Linked DNA regions of Sus scrofa: all the other regions are linked to region 4. The links are chromatin contacts, called in public HiChIP or PLAC-seq and promoter capture Hi-C maps. All regions are on one chromosome and are shown on one strand. Each heading gives the region's core, a stretch centred on a gene start, on an enhancer-like site or on the middle of the called end of the contact. The rest is flanking DNA. Distances are from core to core; before and after follow the strand shown. Region 1 holds the start of DDX3X (DEAD-box helicase 3, X-linked). Region 2 holds the start of GPR34 (probable G-protein coupled receptor 34). Region 3 holds the start of NYX (nyctalopin). Region 4 holds the start of CXHXorf38. Region 5 has its middle 74 kb from the start of DDX3X.

Region 1 (2,710 bases), core at 198-2,697, 640 kb before region 4:
CTCAAAAAAAAAAAAAAAGATCGTTACATCGCTAAAAACATATGATACAACAATTCATTTGTGTCACTCAGGTTCAGAATTCTGGAGTTCGTGATAGGCAGTTTACTTGAAAGCAACAAGCATCCCACTTAAAAGAGCTTCTCTGAAGAGAGAAGCTACCTACTGTTGCGGAGGGATGCAGATACCCAGCCACCGCAGCCCAGAACCCCTCTGCTCTCAGATCCCGCGTACTCCTCTAAACCCTTCGAAGAGGGGGTTTCAGTTAAGACGAAAGACCCGGAGCCTCTGACCTATTTCGAAATTCCACTCCACGGGCAGCAAACAAAACTGTTCATCATTTCTCCGTAAGCCACAATTCCAGGGGTTCCTCCTCTGGCCGACTCCCGGATCAAACGTCACTGACCCGAGGACACTCATACAACCCGTGGTACTCCCCCTCCCCCCGCCAAAACAGCGCGCCGCCCTGGCTAAATCGCCACCGTGACTATCAGGAGCCAGGGAGGAGGGACGGGCGGCGCCGGAGCCCGAACCTCCCTGACGTCTTCCCACCGCGTTCAACCGCGATCTCCGGAGCCCGGCGCCACCGCGCACGCAGCGGCCCGTTCCTCCCTCCCCTCCCCCTCCCCGAATCTTCTGCGTCACAAAACTTTCCACTCCGGAAACGCGGCCGCGCGAGCCACGGCGCCGGGCCTGCGACAACCGGGCTGGAGCGAAAAAGGCCGGCGGAAGGAAGCCGGAGAGGAACAAGATGCCCGTTCCATCTTCGCTTCCGGGCCCGCGGCGGGCCGGGCCGCTCCGGCTCGGGGGCCGCAGCGCCGCCCAGCCACCCGACACCACACAAAGGAGGCCGCCGCCATTACCCCGAGCGGAGGCCACCCCCCTCCCGCCCCCGCGCCGCCCCCTCCCACATTCCAGGGCCGCGTTCCTCCTCCCGCTCGCACGCGCGCACCCACTCACACAGGCGCCAACGCCGCCCGCGTCTCTGACGAGCCGCGCACGGCTGAGCCCTCCGGGCCTTAAAAAGGTCCCCTATTCGCGAACCTCTGCGCAGCCTCTCCCCACACCGGCGGGTCACTAGGCAGTCGAGGTGCGCGCGCCTCCGCGAGAGCGCGCGCCCCTCCCCCCCCCGCCCGCCAGCGCACGCATACACAAAAGCCGCCATTGTGCTCGGCCCGGGGACAATACCGCGGGCCAAGCCGGGGTCCCGGCCCCAGCGACAGCCATAACCTACACTCCTGTCCCCTTCCCGCTCCCCCACAGCCCCGGGACATTCACACTCGCCAGCCCGGGGGACCCCGAAAATGGGAACTGAGGGTGCCGACTAGCGCTGCGCCACAAGCCAGGTTTAGGTCAGGGGAAGGACTCAAGCGGCAACGACCCCGGTCGGCTCCTTGCTGCTCACCTGCTGGTCCAGCCCGAGCGCATTTTCCACCGCCACATGACTCATCCCTGAAGAGTACCGAGAACTCGGAGTCTTCCGCTGCTGAGCTAGTGTGTTTGGTTAACCGCGAAGGCCCTCTCACGGGAGAACTGCGGCTCTGAGGCGCACGGCGCGGCCACGGATCTAATATACCCGCCCGAACGACTGCTACGTCAGCACGTAAGACGTGTGCCCTCCCTCTCACACCCGCACTCCTCCCGCCGCTACGATTTCTGCCTAGCTACTGCGCGCTCACTTAGCCCTAACCTCGCGGGATTTCCCAAGTCAGTCGTGTCCCCAGCTCGTCGTCCTACCTTGGCACTCAGAGCGCCAAGTACTGTCCTAGTTCGCTGAAGTTCCACTTACCCTGTCCTCCGCTCTTACCCTAGCCTAAGTCTAGGTCTCGAGGTCTCGCGAGAACTCGTCACCTCCAGTGTTTCGCCCGCTAGCAGACCTTAAAATCCAACCCCGGCCTTTTCCTCTTTCTTTCCCCAAGGTCTCTAGTTTTCCCTGTTCCTTTCTTTCAAGGGCGCGCTCTATCTCTCTCTCTCTCTCTTCTTTCCCTCCCAGTCCCCCGGACTTGGAGCTTTTGTGAGACTTCTCCAAACTGATCAGCTCTCGCTTTCTCGCGGGCAGCCGCTCCGAAATCGGAGTTAGGCAAAGAGAGGCCCAAAGCCCCTGGGACGACGGGTCATGTGATCGCAGGTGTCGAACGCGGAGGCCATTTTGGGGAGCAGGAAACCGTCGTTTTAAATAGAGTGCGCGGAATCAGGGGAGAAGAGGGGAGAGAGGGAGGAGGAGGGGAAAAGAGGAGGAAAGAGGGAGAAGAGAAGGAAAGGGAAAAGGAGGAGGGAAGAGGGCGGGATGGCGACCTCGCCGGGGGAGGAAGTGGAGGGGCTGGCGGCGCGCGCTGGTGGTGGCACACTTTTACCGCGCGGTTGCCTAGGCAGCGGGGCCGCCGCCTAGGAACGCCACAGCCCCTCCTGTTCTACCAACACCGCCGACCCCCACCCCACGCGAGCGCGCTCCTGCGCGCGTCCCCGCCCCCCGCCGTGAGGGAACAATGAGACAATCACTCGCTGAACTTAGGCGGGTGGTAGCGCACCCTCCAGGGACCCCGGCCCTCCGCCCACCCAGGCCCGGAGTTTCCTCCTTCAGGGCATCCAACGGCTCTGGGCGGGTGGTCACTGGCGCGGTGCTGCCTCCCTCAAACCCAGAGGACCCTGGGGATGGAGAAAGGATCTCCTAGGGAGTCGGGAGTGTTTGTGGCTGGGCGCAATCTGGGCCTGC
Region 2 (2,821 bases), core at 172-2,671, 950 kb before region 4:
TTTTCAAGCTCAAAGAGAACAAAGCAAAAGCAGTGAATTTGTTTAAATAGTAATAGAGTCCATCATTTAGAACCCTGCATTGGATGGCTAGGGTCCAGTCATTTATTAATAAATTCACAGATTGAACAAGTGGCTGATTTTTGCCTCCTTTACAATGTGTCAGTCACTGACTGTTCCTAAGGCCATTTATTGATGTTTTAAAAACTACTTACTTGATTTGTTAAGAATTGGAATTTAAAAAACAAACTACTGCGTTCACATAGTGGACCAATTTCCCAGGGGACATTAGTTGGGACTCATGTGAAATGGTCACAGTGGCTTTCTGATAGAAGATGGTTAATGGTTTTTAATGTTGTTACTTGACAAATACTGAAATTCACAGCCCTGTGTTAGTGTTTCATTGTATCCACCAGCACCACCCTCCCCTCGCGGTAGTTTTCAGCTGGCTCCTATAGGAGCTTCTGTACTGGAACACAGGACCTAGCAGATTCCATTGTGACCTCCAATGAGCAAAAGCTTTTTAAATGCAGTTGGGGTATGTTTGTGAAAACATCATATTGCTATGTTAAAATACATACCTGTTTGGCAGTGGTAGCAGCCTTTTACATTTGTAGTTTGACTTGATAATGACTGAATCATTCAGGCCATGCTTCAAAAATTGTACTTGCTGCATACAAAAATGAAGATTGAAAGCATTTTAGTAGTACTTAGGTATTGTTACAAGTATAACTGGCTAAAATTTTTTTTTGCTTAATCCAAGTGAATTATCAAAGCGTATTTCACTTTTTCTGTTTTTTAATATTCACTGTATTAACTTCTGAAACATGAAACTTAAAATTTAATGGGTCTGGTAATTACCATAAAAAAGAAATGATAAAATAGGAAAAAAATATTATTGAAAACAGTGAGACAGCATAACTTAAAGTTAACAAGTTATAGATCAGTTATCCTCTGGAAATAAAATTTGTTGCATTTGAAAATAACTTTTTATTCAAGTAGATCTTCAAGTCTTTGTGGCAGTATACAAAATACAGTATAAACAATGTAGCAATATGATAGTATGAGCTTAAATACCTCCAGCATCCTAAAGTACTTCAAGTAACTAAGAAGACACAGCCTCATTTCAAGTCAAGTCAAGGCAGAGGTATCATTCAAGCAGTTTACTCAGGGTTCTAGAAGCAACTGTTGCTAGTCACCATGAAGCAGGTTTCATTTTTAATATCCAGATAATCAAACTGTAACCAAAAAAAAAGCATCATTTATGCAGTTGAAATCAAGGCATACTCACAGTTCAGGTTCTCTCGAAATAAAAGGAGCTGAACCCCAAGCTTCCCTAGAGACAGAGACTCGTCTTGGTGTGTCAGCTGGACTCCTCCATCCGGTCGTGGTGCAATTGGTTGGGGTTGTCTCCTTTTTTTACATTTGCATGTGGTAATAGGTGTGTTTTTTTCTCTTTTCTTTCTTTTTTCAGTATGACAGCTCTCAGACTCTTTGTGAAAATATTAAAAAGCCCCACCACTATGCAACAACTCTATCTATAAGCTAAATGAACACTTTAACTTTAGAAAATTATTTATGTCTTTTATATGAATACCTTCCACCTGAACAGTTGTGGAAAGTGTCCCTTATCCCCCCAAATAAAGAAGTTTTGTAAATTCCAAGCAGAAATACGCATTTTCTAGCTTTCCTTAGAAATAATACATGATATGCTGCATGGACTTTTAAAGCACAAGCATTTAATTTCTCCTTCTGGATTCATTTTAGAAATTGAAGTTATTTATATAAAATGGTGTTCCTGTATTGCATTATAGTAACATGAGTAATGAATTATTTTATTATTTAATTTGTAAGAGCTTTGATCAGTATGCTATTTTAGTATATTTTCATGTATTCTTTTAAGACTTTGGATTATTTTTTCTAAAATAATCTTACAAATTTAGGACTAGATGAAATTTGTGATGGTATTTTCTCCTTTTTATCACTAGGATAAACTCTTCCAAGTAAATTGCAATATCTCCTATATTTTAAGGAAGATGATGAAGTAAATCTGCAGTGTTTATTTTGGTCCTAGTCCAGCATTTAACCGCTATCTGTCCATCTATGTAACTGCTGGCCCTGCAGTTTAATGTCATTTCCTCTTTTCTGTTGTCATCTAGAATGAAGAAAAGTTAGTTTTATATTCTCTGTAATTGTTACCCTGCAGCTTTGTTTATTTTACACTAAATAATATTTAACTCATTGGGCTTTATCTAATATTCTAACTATTTCTGGGTACATACACTCTTTTATCATATTCTCCAGAGCTTTTAGTTTATTATAAATATGACACATGGGACAGAGTATTTTTAAATTTCTAGAATAAAAATACTCTGCTTCCCCTAGAACTTCTGAGAAGGAAGATGATTATTGAATTGGCCTGGGAGGCATTTCGTGTGTGTGTGTGTGTGTGTTATATTGTAAAAAAAAAGCACATGGCATTAAATTAACCATTTTAACTATTTTTATGTACAGTTCAGTAGTGTCAGGTATGTTTATATTGTGCAGATATACTTATATTGATATATTTATCCTCTATGAAGTATATTTATATTGTTCAGTAGTGTTAAATATACTTATTGTTGTGCGTATATCTAGAAATTTTTCATCTTGCAAAACTGAAATTTTATATCCACTAAACATTAATTCCCACTCCCTCTTCCCCACCCTTCGCAACTACCTTTCTGCTTTCTATGAGTTTTGACTACTTTAGATATTTCATTTGAGTCAGCTCACATAGTATTTTTCCTTTTATGACTGGCTTATTTTGTCTAGCATAATATCT
Region 3 (2,700 bases), core at 99-2,598, 730 kb before region 4:
GTAGACTGTGCCACCACTGTCCATAAGTGGCCTCTTAAAGGGCAGTGGGAAAGGGTCCTCCGGGTGTGGGGTGGACACAGGTTAGGAAGAGCAGGAAGCCACACCACAGCCCTTGAGCTGGAGTTACTCTCTGTGCCACCACGTTCTAGCTTAGAATGTGGAGGAATACAAGAATTCCAAACTTGAACCTGATCTTCCAGATTGTTATTTTTATGTAGGTATATCTGTCAAGGTAGGAGGATAGAATGCATTTTATTTAAGAGTTTGTTAGCTTGATTTATAACTTTTAAATATTTAGACACATGGTATGTGGTCCTTCGTGTGTACACTTGCCCCAGGTCTTACAAACATCAGGGGTGAGCCTACGTTTGGCACGCAACAGCGGTGCACAAGTGTTTGCTAACGAAGCCCAAGTGCGAATGGGGAATGGGGAGCTACAGAAAGAGGACTGGGGTGTGATAGCCTTGGCCCCTGGCCCAGCCTTTTTCTCTGACTCCACAGTTTTAGGACAGACACCCTCACTCCCCATGCCTTACAGTACTTGAAACTATTCCAGAATCTAGTCCAGACCAGCATTCTTCAAGTTGGGAAAGTGAGGCCCACAAAGGTTAAGTGACCTGCTCCCCAGGGTGACAGTTAAAAGGAAGTAGAGCTAGGACCCAGTCCTCCAGCATCCCAGTTCCTGGGTTATTCTGGGGCCCTAGTAAGACAGGGACACGATCGATCGATCCCCATCTCCGTGGCCACCCCCACTGGGAGAGAGCCACCCCCATACTGCCAGGCACCCCTAAACTACCTTGGCTGAACCCAGTCTGTGGCTAATGCACCCAACTCCTTTGTTCTCTATGAGAGAACCACCCTGCTTCTCCCATCCTTTCATTTCCACCTTCCAATCGAAACCCAGCTCCATGGGGCCCGGTTCTGGAATTGGGAAGAGGAAAAGGGCGGAAAAACTCTGCCTTCATTCCGCTGACCTCCGGAGGAATAGTGTCGCCCCAACTACAGGCTGGGGCACAGAGGGGGTGCGGGCTCGCGCCCTCTTCTGTTCCCCCCCCGGGGGGGCGGGGAGCAGGGTGTGCCACCGCGCTAATGGAGGGGCAATCTGGATGTTTCGGCCCAGCCCTCCCTGGACCCCTCCCTCCCCAGGCGTCAGAGAACTAGTTCAGCTCGCTAACCCCGGTTAGCAACCACGCGTGACACAATGGTTTTTTACCCTTAGGGTCACGTCCTTGCGAAACCTCTGCAGCTCCTGCAGACATCCGCCGTTCCCGGCCCCACCCTTTGGGGGCGAAGAGGCGGAGCCGCCGGGCGCTGAGCCCCGCCCCCGAGCAGCCCCGCCCTGCCCAGCGCAGTCGCCAGGGGGCGCTGAGGCTCTGGAGCCCGGGCGGGGCGGCTCCCAGGCCGGGGGCCCCGCCCATTCCCCCTCCCCCGCCCCCGAACGCCACTCTCTCCAGCTCCGCGGGGCGGGGCAGGGCCGGGAAAGTCCCAGGGTGCGTCTGTGCCGGAAACGTTAGTCACGCACCTGGAGCCGCAGAATATCCGGCTGGAAGGGATGCCAGGGCGAGGGCTTGACCTGCCAAAGGTCACACCGCAGGGAGGGTCTGCCAGAGCCTTGCCCTCCTGACCCGGCCATGTAGCTCTGATGGTGGCTAACACCCTGTTTGTTCATCTGTAAGTGAAGAGCTGGCTTAGGGTCCCTTCCTGCTGTGTCACTCAACAAACGCTGCCCAAAGATACACCTCCTCAGAGCCTCTTTTGAAATCACGGCTCTTTACATTGCATCAAAACTAGGTCTCTTCTCATCTCTCGGAAAAAGAAACCAGAGCTCCTTGAAGAAAAGGCAGCTTCCAGGTCTGAGGCAGGCAAAGTACAACATGATCCTGGAACATCTTATTATGACAGAAGAGAGGACATCAAAGATATTTGAGTAGAAGGAAAGTCGAGTGGTTCCACTGGCCAAAGCTGGGACAAGCATCAATAAGAATAGTGAATGTAATGAGTTGAAACGCATCAAATGAAATAAATGTATTTGTTAAATCTATGAGTTTATAGTGATTTGTGAAAAACTCTCATCAGTAGACGGTGGAGGTTACTAGGGCACTATTTTGAAAGGTGATAACTAAAAGGAAATTTACCTTGTCTTTCCTTTATGGGCTGTATTTCAAGGTAATTAAATATACCAGTTGAGAGAAAGTTTTTCCTAATAAAAGAATCGCAGCTAGGAGTTCCCTTGCAGAGTGGGTCAAGGATCTGGCATTGTCACTGCAGCAGCTCAGTTTGAGCTGTGGCACCTCGTCAACCCTGGCCCACGAAACTCCCCACATGCTATTGGCGCGGCCAAAAAAGAATCACAGCTAGGAGTTCCCTCATGGCTCAGTGGTTAACAAACTCAACTAGTATCCATGAGGATGCAGGTTCGATCCCTGGCCTTGCTCAGTGGGTTAAGGATCCGGCGTTGCCGTGAGCTGTGGTGTAGGTCTCAGACGTGGCTCAGATTCCACATTGCTGTGGCTGTGGCTATGGCTGTGGCTGGCAGCTACAGCTCCAATTTGACCCCTAGCCTAGGAACCTCTATATGCCTCAGGTGTGGCCCTAAAAAGACAAAAAAAAAAAAATCACAGCTAATAAATGTGGAAGTGATAGAATGAGGAAATCACCATATTTGCAATGAATCATAGATCCTACAGATCATTTTTAAAC
Region 4 (2,862 bases), core at 360-2,859:
TGATATAGGTCGCAGATGCGGCTCAGATCTGGTGTTGCTGTGGCTGTGGCGTAGGCCGCGGCTACAGCTCTGATTGGACCCCTGGCCTGGGAACATCCATATGCCATGGATGTGGCCCTAAAAAGACAAAAAGACCAAAGATAAATAAATAACTGTGGGTCCAATTTCAGCATAAAAACTTGCTCCTTTCTCTCTCACGGTTTCTTCCTCAGAAGAAATACCTATTACATTTTACTTTAATCCAATTTACTCTCATCCAAGTGTTCTTGATATAAAATCAATACGCAGAAAATTATAAGGACTTATATTCAGGGACCTTAAAGGACAGAAAGGAAAAATGTTAATGTATATTTCATTCTTCCTTGTGGAGTTTCCTTTTTCATTTGGTTTAATGAGAATAGAGTGTCTAAGGGAGTGATTTGAAATTTACTTGGGATGGATTTAGTGTTGAGGTTTTTAAGGAAAAATTAGCAGAGGCCAGCTAGCATTGTGCTGCACATTTCCAGGTGGCCAGTGATTTGTTAAAATACCTTGCCCAGGAATATGACTGATGAAAGGGCACATTTAGGTCAATATAAAATAATAGCTAACATTTCCTGGGAACTTACTATTGCCAGGCACTGTTCTAAGTATTTCAGCGTGTACTGTCAAAAAAACCCGGTGGGGTGGGCTTCCTTTTACCAATGAATAAACTGAGGCCCAGAGAAATGAATTAATTTGCTGAGATCAGATTAAGACTGCTTAAGATCAAACAGCCAAGACAAGCAGCATTTTGAGGCCAGAGCTAGCACTCCTAAAAACTAACACTTCGCTGTGAAACACAAAGTCAGGGGAAGGCTTCAGTGCTTAGACTCTTCCCTCGGAGCCTTTTGACTACACACAATTTTAACATGTTTTCCAAGCTCAAGAAGCTCACTAAAAGCAACTAAAACTGAGGTGACCCCTTGTCATTTGGAGTTGACAAGCCATTGCCTTATGACCCTCCTGGCACTTATTTAAAATTTAACTCAGATTACCTTATGCAAGGAGCTCTATAATTATCCTACAACCAGGGGTACTAAATCATCACCACCTAAGCTCCATGCTTCAGGACCATAGTGGAAGAAGTCCTTGTCTCACTGGGGGCGATTGTGTCGTCCTGTTTGCCTCGGCTAGGTGGCCCAATGGCAGGTGTTTTTGAGCTTTGTGTCACCTTGGCACGGTGCAGGCGCGTAACAGGTGCGCGGCCCAGGCACCCAGCGGTCGAGTTTCGCTAATGTCCAGATAAGCAAGCTACAGCCAATCGGCGGGCTTAGGAACCTGTTAAGTAAACTCCCTAGAATTGTGTAAGGCGAGGAACATGTTTAATTCAAGGCCTGTGCCTTAAACACGGTCTACATTTCTACAATTAAAAAAAAAAAAAAAAAGGGACTTCGGGAGAGTCGAATCTGAGTCAGCTGGTGAGGACTCAGTTTGGGGGAACAGAGAAGGGCGGTAAGAGTTTCAGGTACAGCCTATCTGGGCAAGTAGATACACGTCTGCTGATACCTAGGGCTGGGGCGGGGCCGATAAGCCCCGGAAACTAGAACGCCCCGCCTGGGGGGGCGGGGGCGGGGTTCCAGGCACTGCCGGCCTGGGCCACGCCCCACGACGGCGCCGTTGCCCCAGGCGCTCCCAGGCTTCTGCGCCTGCGCATGGCCGTGCGCCCCACCCCTTGCCCCGTGGCCCACGGGTCCCGATGCCGATATGGTGCTGTCCGAGCTGGCCGCGCGCCTGAACTGCACCGAGTACAAGAACTGGGTGAAGGCAGGCCACTGCCTGCTGCTGCTACGCGGCTGCCTGCAGGGCTTCGTCAGCCGCGAGGTGCACGCCTTCCACCGCGGCCTGCTCGCCGCCGCCCCCGGCCTGGGCCCCCACGCCACCTGCCGCAGCGTCTCGCGGTGCAGCCCGCGTGCCCGCCAGGTGAGCATCTGGTCCCGGGCCTTGACCACGGTCCCTCTTCCCGTTCCCTTCTCCGGGCGCAGTGTCCCTTGCCTTCCTCGGGGCGGGGCCGACCGCAGTGCATGAGGCTCAGATGCCCAGATGCCCCTCCCTCCCGGGTCCCTCCTCATCTCCGACCCCTATAGTTTCAGCCTCAGTGTCAGGTGTGCGCAGAGTGGAAACGGGAAATTTTGAAACATCACACCAACAGAAATGGAGATGTCCACTGGGGAAACTGCCGGCCGGGCCGCTGGCCGGTCGACGCCTGGGAGGTGGCCAAGGTAAGCTTCTGCGGTTGGGAGGGAAGGAGGAGTTGGCGCACCAGGTAGGGGTTACCTGGAGCCCAGGGCGTCTGTCGGGTCTATGTGGAAGCTGGGGTCCCATGTACAGATGCAGACACAGAGATTTGGGTTTTTGATCAAGGGTCTAGTGTCTGGGCGGTTCCGGGCTGTTATATTGGACCCAACGCATCTTAGTGAAAAATTTCAGCAAGAGACGCTGGGGCAAGATGTAGAGCGAGCATCGTGGGCACAGGCACAGAGGTAGAAGCAGGCAAGGCGTTTTTGAGGGTAACCCCCTGAAGAGCTCATTTTGTCTGTAGGTTGCTGAGAGGATGGCAAAATGAGTCAGGGGAAGTTAAAGCTAAAATAGAAAGAACCTTAAGTGCCTAGCTAGCTAAGGAATAAAATCTGGGGGAGGCAGGGGTATGGTAGGCAGCCAGATGAAAAGGGGCTTTTGGGTCTGTTGTCAGATCTTGGTGAAGTGACTTACTAGCCAGGCTGATGGAAGAATTTTTTTGACTCTTTGATAATTGCCAGAAGCCCAGTAGGGGGTGAGGAGGGGCAGTCAAAGTAGCCTCCTAACACAAATTTACTTTTGGAGTCAGTCTACTTGCTGGTTCCA
Region 5 (2,972 bases), core at 36-2,535, 560 kb before region 4:
GTGGCTGCAGTGTAGGCCGGCAGCTGCAGCTCCAATTTGACCCCTAGCCTGGGAACTTCTATAAGCTGCAGCTGCAGCCCTAAAAAGACTCTCCCACCCCCCCAAAAAAATGGGGGGGGAAACTGTTAAGTTTTTTTTTTCATACAAAAGTTGTAAAATTTCTGGGCATTATCAAGGATTTGAATATGTTTAGAGACCGTCTGAAATACTCTGAATTGACAGTACTCAGCCAAATTGACCTCAGTGACATGTAGAGATCTATTATGAGGTTTATGTTATTTCCATTGTTGGTATTTTGGTCAAATCAGCAAGAAATTAAATATTTTTCCAAAGTGTTCACATACTCCATTTTTTTTTTTTAAAGCAGATGATGAAACAATCTCCAAACCCACATATTACCTTTATTCAAAATTTCTGGGAGTTCCCGTGGTGGCTTGATGGAAACACATCTGACTAGTATCTATGAGGATGTGGGTTCGATCCCTGGCTTCACTCAATGGGTTAAGGATCCAGCGTTACCCTGAGCTGTGGTGTAGGTTGCAGATGTGGCTCGGATCTGCCCTGGCTGTGGCTGTGGTGTAGGCCAGCAGCTGCAGCTCCAATTCCACCCTTAGCCTGGGAACTTCCATTTGCCTTGGGCGCGGCCGGAAAAAAGAAAAAACAAAATTTCTCCCTTTCTCTTTTGGTATGATCTGAAAGAAATGTTGTTGCAATTTACTTCTCCACGCCAGAATCGATTCTACTGGTTATATATGGACACATTTGAAAAACAATTTCATTTTATGGGGAGTTTGCAATTATAGTCACTGCATTATTGATGATCCGCCTGACAGGAAAAACTCCCATTTTGAGCTGCTCCTAAGTTTAGGCTTTTGCTGATGGGGAGAACTTCCTACAGACCAGCTTCCGGCTCTGTGCGTTGCAAACCTTGTTTCTCCTCCGCCTCCTCCCACATCCCAGCTGCTCTAGTCATGATGCCAGGTGGGCAGTGGGATTATTCCTGGAAGTCATTCCTACCCCGGGGTGGCCAGTAATAACCGCCTATGTAAACAGATCCCCTTGAGGGCTCAGTAGAGTGTATCCCCAATTCACCTTCCTCTCCGCCAGCTTCCCAGGTGTCAGGACCTGAGGGGAAGTCTGACCAGGGTGGGGAGAGAGCCATCTTAACCAATGACAATTCAATACAGATCTTAACCAATGTGCAATTTGCTTCCGCACACTGTGGCAACACGGACGAGCACGTGACTGCATTGCTGGGGCCCCGTCAAGGGGCTTCTGCAAAATGAGGGATCCTGCCGCTAAGCTTCATCAGCTCCCCGGAGGTACGAGCCTGTGAGGGAGGTTTTGTTTTCCTTCCTTGACAAGCGGCAGCGGAATGCCAAAAGGCTGGCTCAGGAAGGCTTGGATCTGTCTCCCCGTGACCTTGAACAGATCGCTCCCCTCTCCGTCCGCCTTGGTCCAGCACCTTGGTCTTTGCCTCCCACGCGCGCGAAGGGCTCTCTGGCGCCCACCCGGTCCTGGTCCCCCGCTGTGTCGGCCTGCGGCCTCTAGAGGGCACCACACCCCCGTCGCAGTGCCCAGGCGACCTTGTGGGGGGCGGGGGAGGCGGTTGCCAAGGCGACGGAGGCTGTCGATGCTTTGCACAGCAGAGCTCCAGGGCCTTGCCTACTTTTGAAGAGCTGCTTGTGATGCGGCAGGAGCCTCAGCCAGCTGGTTCCCCGTGGGTAGCAAAGAGCTGTGACCCCTGCTGTGGCCTGGGAGGGGCCCTTCCTGCCACCAGGGCTCCCCCGGGGAACTCAGCCAGCCCTCGTGCTTGCGAAGTGCATGGGACACTCCTGATCTTGATGTAGGGGGTCTGGGACCGGGAGGGAGTGCTCAGTAGGAGATCCTGGGGTGCTGTGAGCGGCGCTAGAGAGCAAGGCTCCGTGCCTCCCAGGCTGCTGCTCTGAGGGCTCCAGGCGTGGAGGGCCTGTGTTGGGGGCACCGCCCTAGGCTGGGTGGCAGGATCTGGTGGGGTTCACTGGAACCTCCATGCGAAGGTCAGGCCATACACTGGGAGAGGGACCCATCCTGCCCTGCGGCCCCCTTAGAAGGTGACTGGCTTCGACTAGGGACCAGTGGAAATGGCTAATATTTTCAAGAGATTTTTATCTTGGACCCCTGGGCCTGAGGTGCGAGAGGGGATTCTGGGAGACAGTAAAGCCCCTCCTCCCACGTGTGGGTAGAAGGGGTGGAGCGAGGAGGCGGAAGCAAAGGACTTGGGTGAGAAAGTCACTCTGATGACCGTGACAATTGTCAGTCCCCACAGCTGAGCCCGGGGACAGCCCTGGGCCCCTTGTGGGAGGCTGCCCGGCCTGGCCCTCTGTGGCATTCCTTTGTGGCTTAGTGCAGTGCTTAGTTTAAACCCTACTGATTGGAGTTCCCTTGTGGCTCAGTGGGTTAAGGATCTGGTTACTGCTGTGGTGCGGGTTCGATCCTTGGCCCTAGAACTTCCACGTGTCACAGGCCTGGCCAAATAAATCAATCACTGCTGATTGACCCGGGGGTAAATAGATGGCAGGAAGAGCTGGCCAAACAGAGAGGGTACAGGAGGTTGTGCACAGAACCAGTGTGTACCAAGCAATGGGGGTGTGTGTGAGAGCTCCTTTTAGCTACACGCAGGGAGAGCATGCACTGTGTGTGTGAAAACACACATAACATAAAAGGCACCATTTTAACCACTTGTGAAGTATGCAGCTCAGTGGCATTTAATACATTCACAACACGTGAAACCATCAACAGTATTTCCAGAACATTGTCATCACCCCAAATGGAAACCCACACCCCTTAGCAGTCACTCCCTCTCCCCCCCACCCCCCAGCCCCTGGCAACTAGGAATCTACCTTCTGTCCCTGTGGATTGGCCTGTTCTGGACATTTCACATAGATGGACTCATACTATGTGTGGTCTTTTGTGTCTGGCTTCTTTCAGCA

The links. Promoter capture Hi-C pulls out the DNA fragments that hold promoters and counts their contacts. HiChIP or PLAC-seq counts read pairs in DNA pulled down with a chosen protein or histone mark.
Region 1: a contact with region 4 is called in a promoter capture Hi-C map of liver, with 8 times the contacts expected there. The contact joins the promoter of DDX3X here to the promoter of CXHXorf38 in region 4. A contact is called at or near these places in 3 of 5 promoter capture datasets (fetal liver, fetal skeletal muscle and liver), 2 of 47 Hi-C or Micro-C datasets (embryonic fibroblasts and heart right ventricle) and 1 of 2 datasets of contacts at active chromatin or transcription factors (alveolar macrophages).
Region 2: a contact with region 4 is called in an H3K27ac HiChIP or PLAC-seq map of alveolar macrophages. The contact joins the promoter of GPR34 here to the promoter of CXHXorf38 in region 4. A contact is called at or near these places in 1 of 5 promoter capture datasets (fetal skeletal muscle), 3 of 47 Hi-C or Micro-C datasets (embryonic fibroblasts, fetal heart ventricle and fetal skeletal muscle) and 1 of 2 datasets of contacts at active chromatin or transcription factors (alveolar macrophages).
Region 3: a contact with region 4 is called in an H3K27ac HiChIP or PLAC-seq map of skeletal muscle, with 4 times the contacts expected there. The contact joins the promoter of NYX here to the promoter of CXHXorf38 in region 4. A contact is called at or near these places in 1 of 5 promoter capture datasets (liver) and 2 of 2 datasets of contacts at active chromatin or transcription factors (alveolar macrophages and skeletal muscle).
Region 5: a contact with region 4 is called in a promoter capture Hi-C map of fetal liver, with 5 times the contacts expected there. The contact joins the enhancer-like site here to the promoter of CXHXorf38 in region 4. A contact is called at or near these places in 3 of 5 promoter capture datasets (fetal liver, fetal skeletal muscle and liver), 6 of 47 Hi-C or Micro-C datasets (embryonic fibroblasts, fetal heart ventricle, heart right ventricle and 3 more) and 1 of 2 datasets of contacts at active chromatin or transcription factors (skeletal muscle).

The regions. Positions count from the first base shown.
Region 1 is chrX:36,988,818-36,991,527 of Sscrofa11.1, reverse strand. DDX3X (DEAD-box helicase 3, X-linked) reads right to left here and starts at 1,447. Exons shown (of 17, transcript NM_001246203.1): 1 at 1,403-1,447. The coding sequence starts at 1,447.
Region 2 is chrX:37,305,090-37,307,910 of Sscrofa11.1, reverse strand. GPR34 (probable G-protein coupled receptor 34) reads right to left here and starts at 1,421. Exons shown (of 4, transcript XM_013986067.2): 1 at 1,289-1,421; 2 at 579-667. All of the region lies in intron 5 of CASK (peripheral plasma membrane protein CASK), which reads left to right.
Region 3 is chrX:37,078,845-37,081,544 of Sscrofa11.1, reverse strand. NYX (nyctalopin) reads right to left here and starts at 1,348. Exons shown (of 5, transcript XM_003360273.4): 1 at 1,214-1,348.
Region 4 is chrX:36,350,650-36,353,511 of Sscrofa11.1, reverse strand. CXHXorf38 reads left to right here and starts at 1,609. Exons shown (of 7, transcript XM_003135023.4): 1 at 1,609-1,941; 2 at 2,106-2,240. The coding sequence starts at 1,726.
Region 5 is chrX:36,914,729-36,917,700 of Sscrofa11.1, reverse strand. No RefSeq gene overlaps it. Among named protein-coding and RNA genes, the nearest start is that of DDX3X, 74 kb to the left of the region's middle. Within about 2 kb of position 1,285, at least 22 of the 83 cell types and tissues checked have an H3K27ac peak or open chromatin away from gene starts, as enhancers often do. A contact at or near this core is called in embryonic fibroblasts, fetal liver and retroperitoneal adipose tissue, where this site is marked.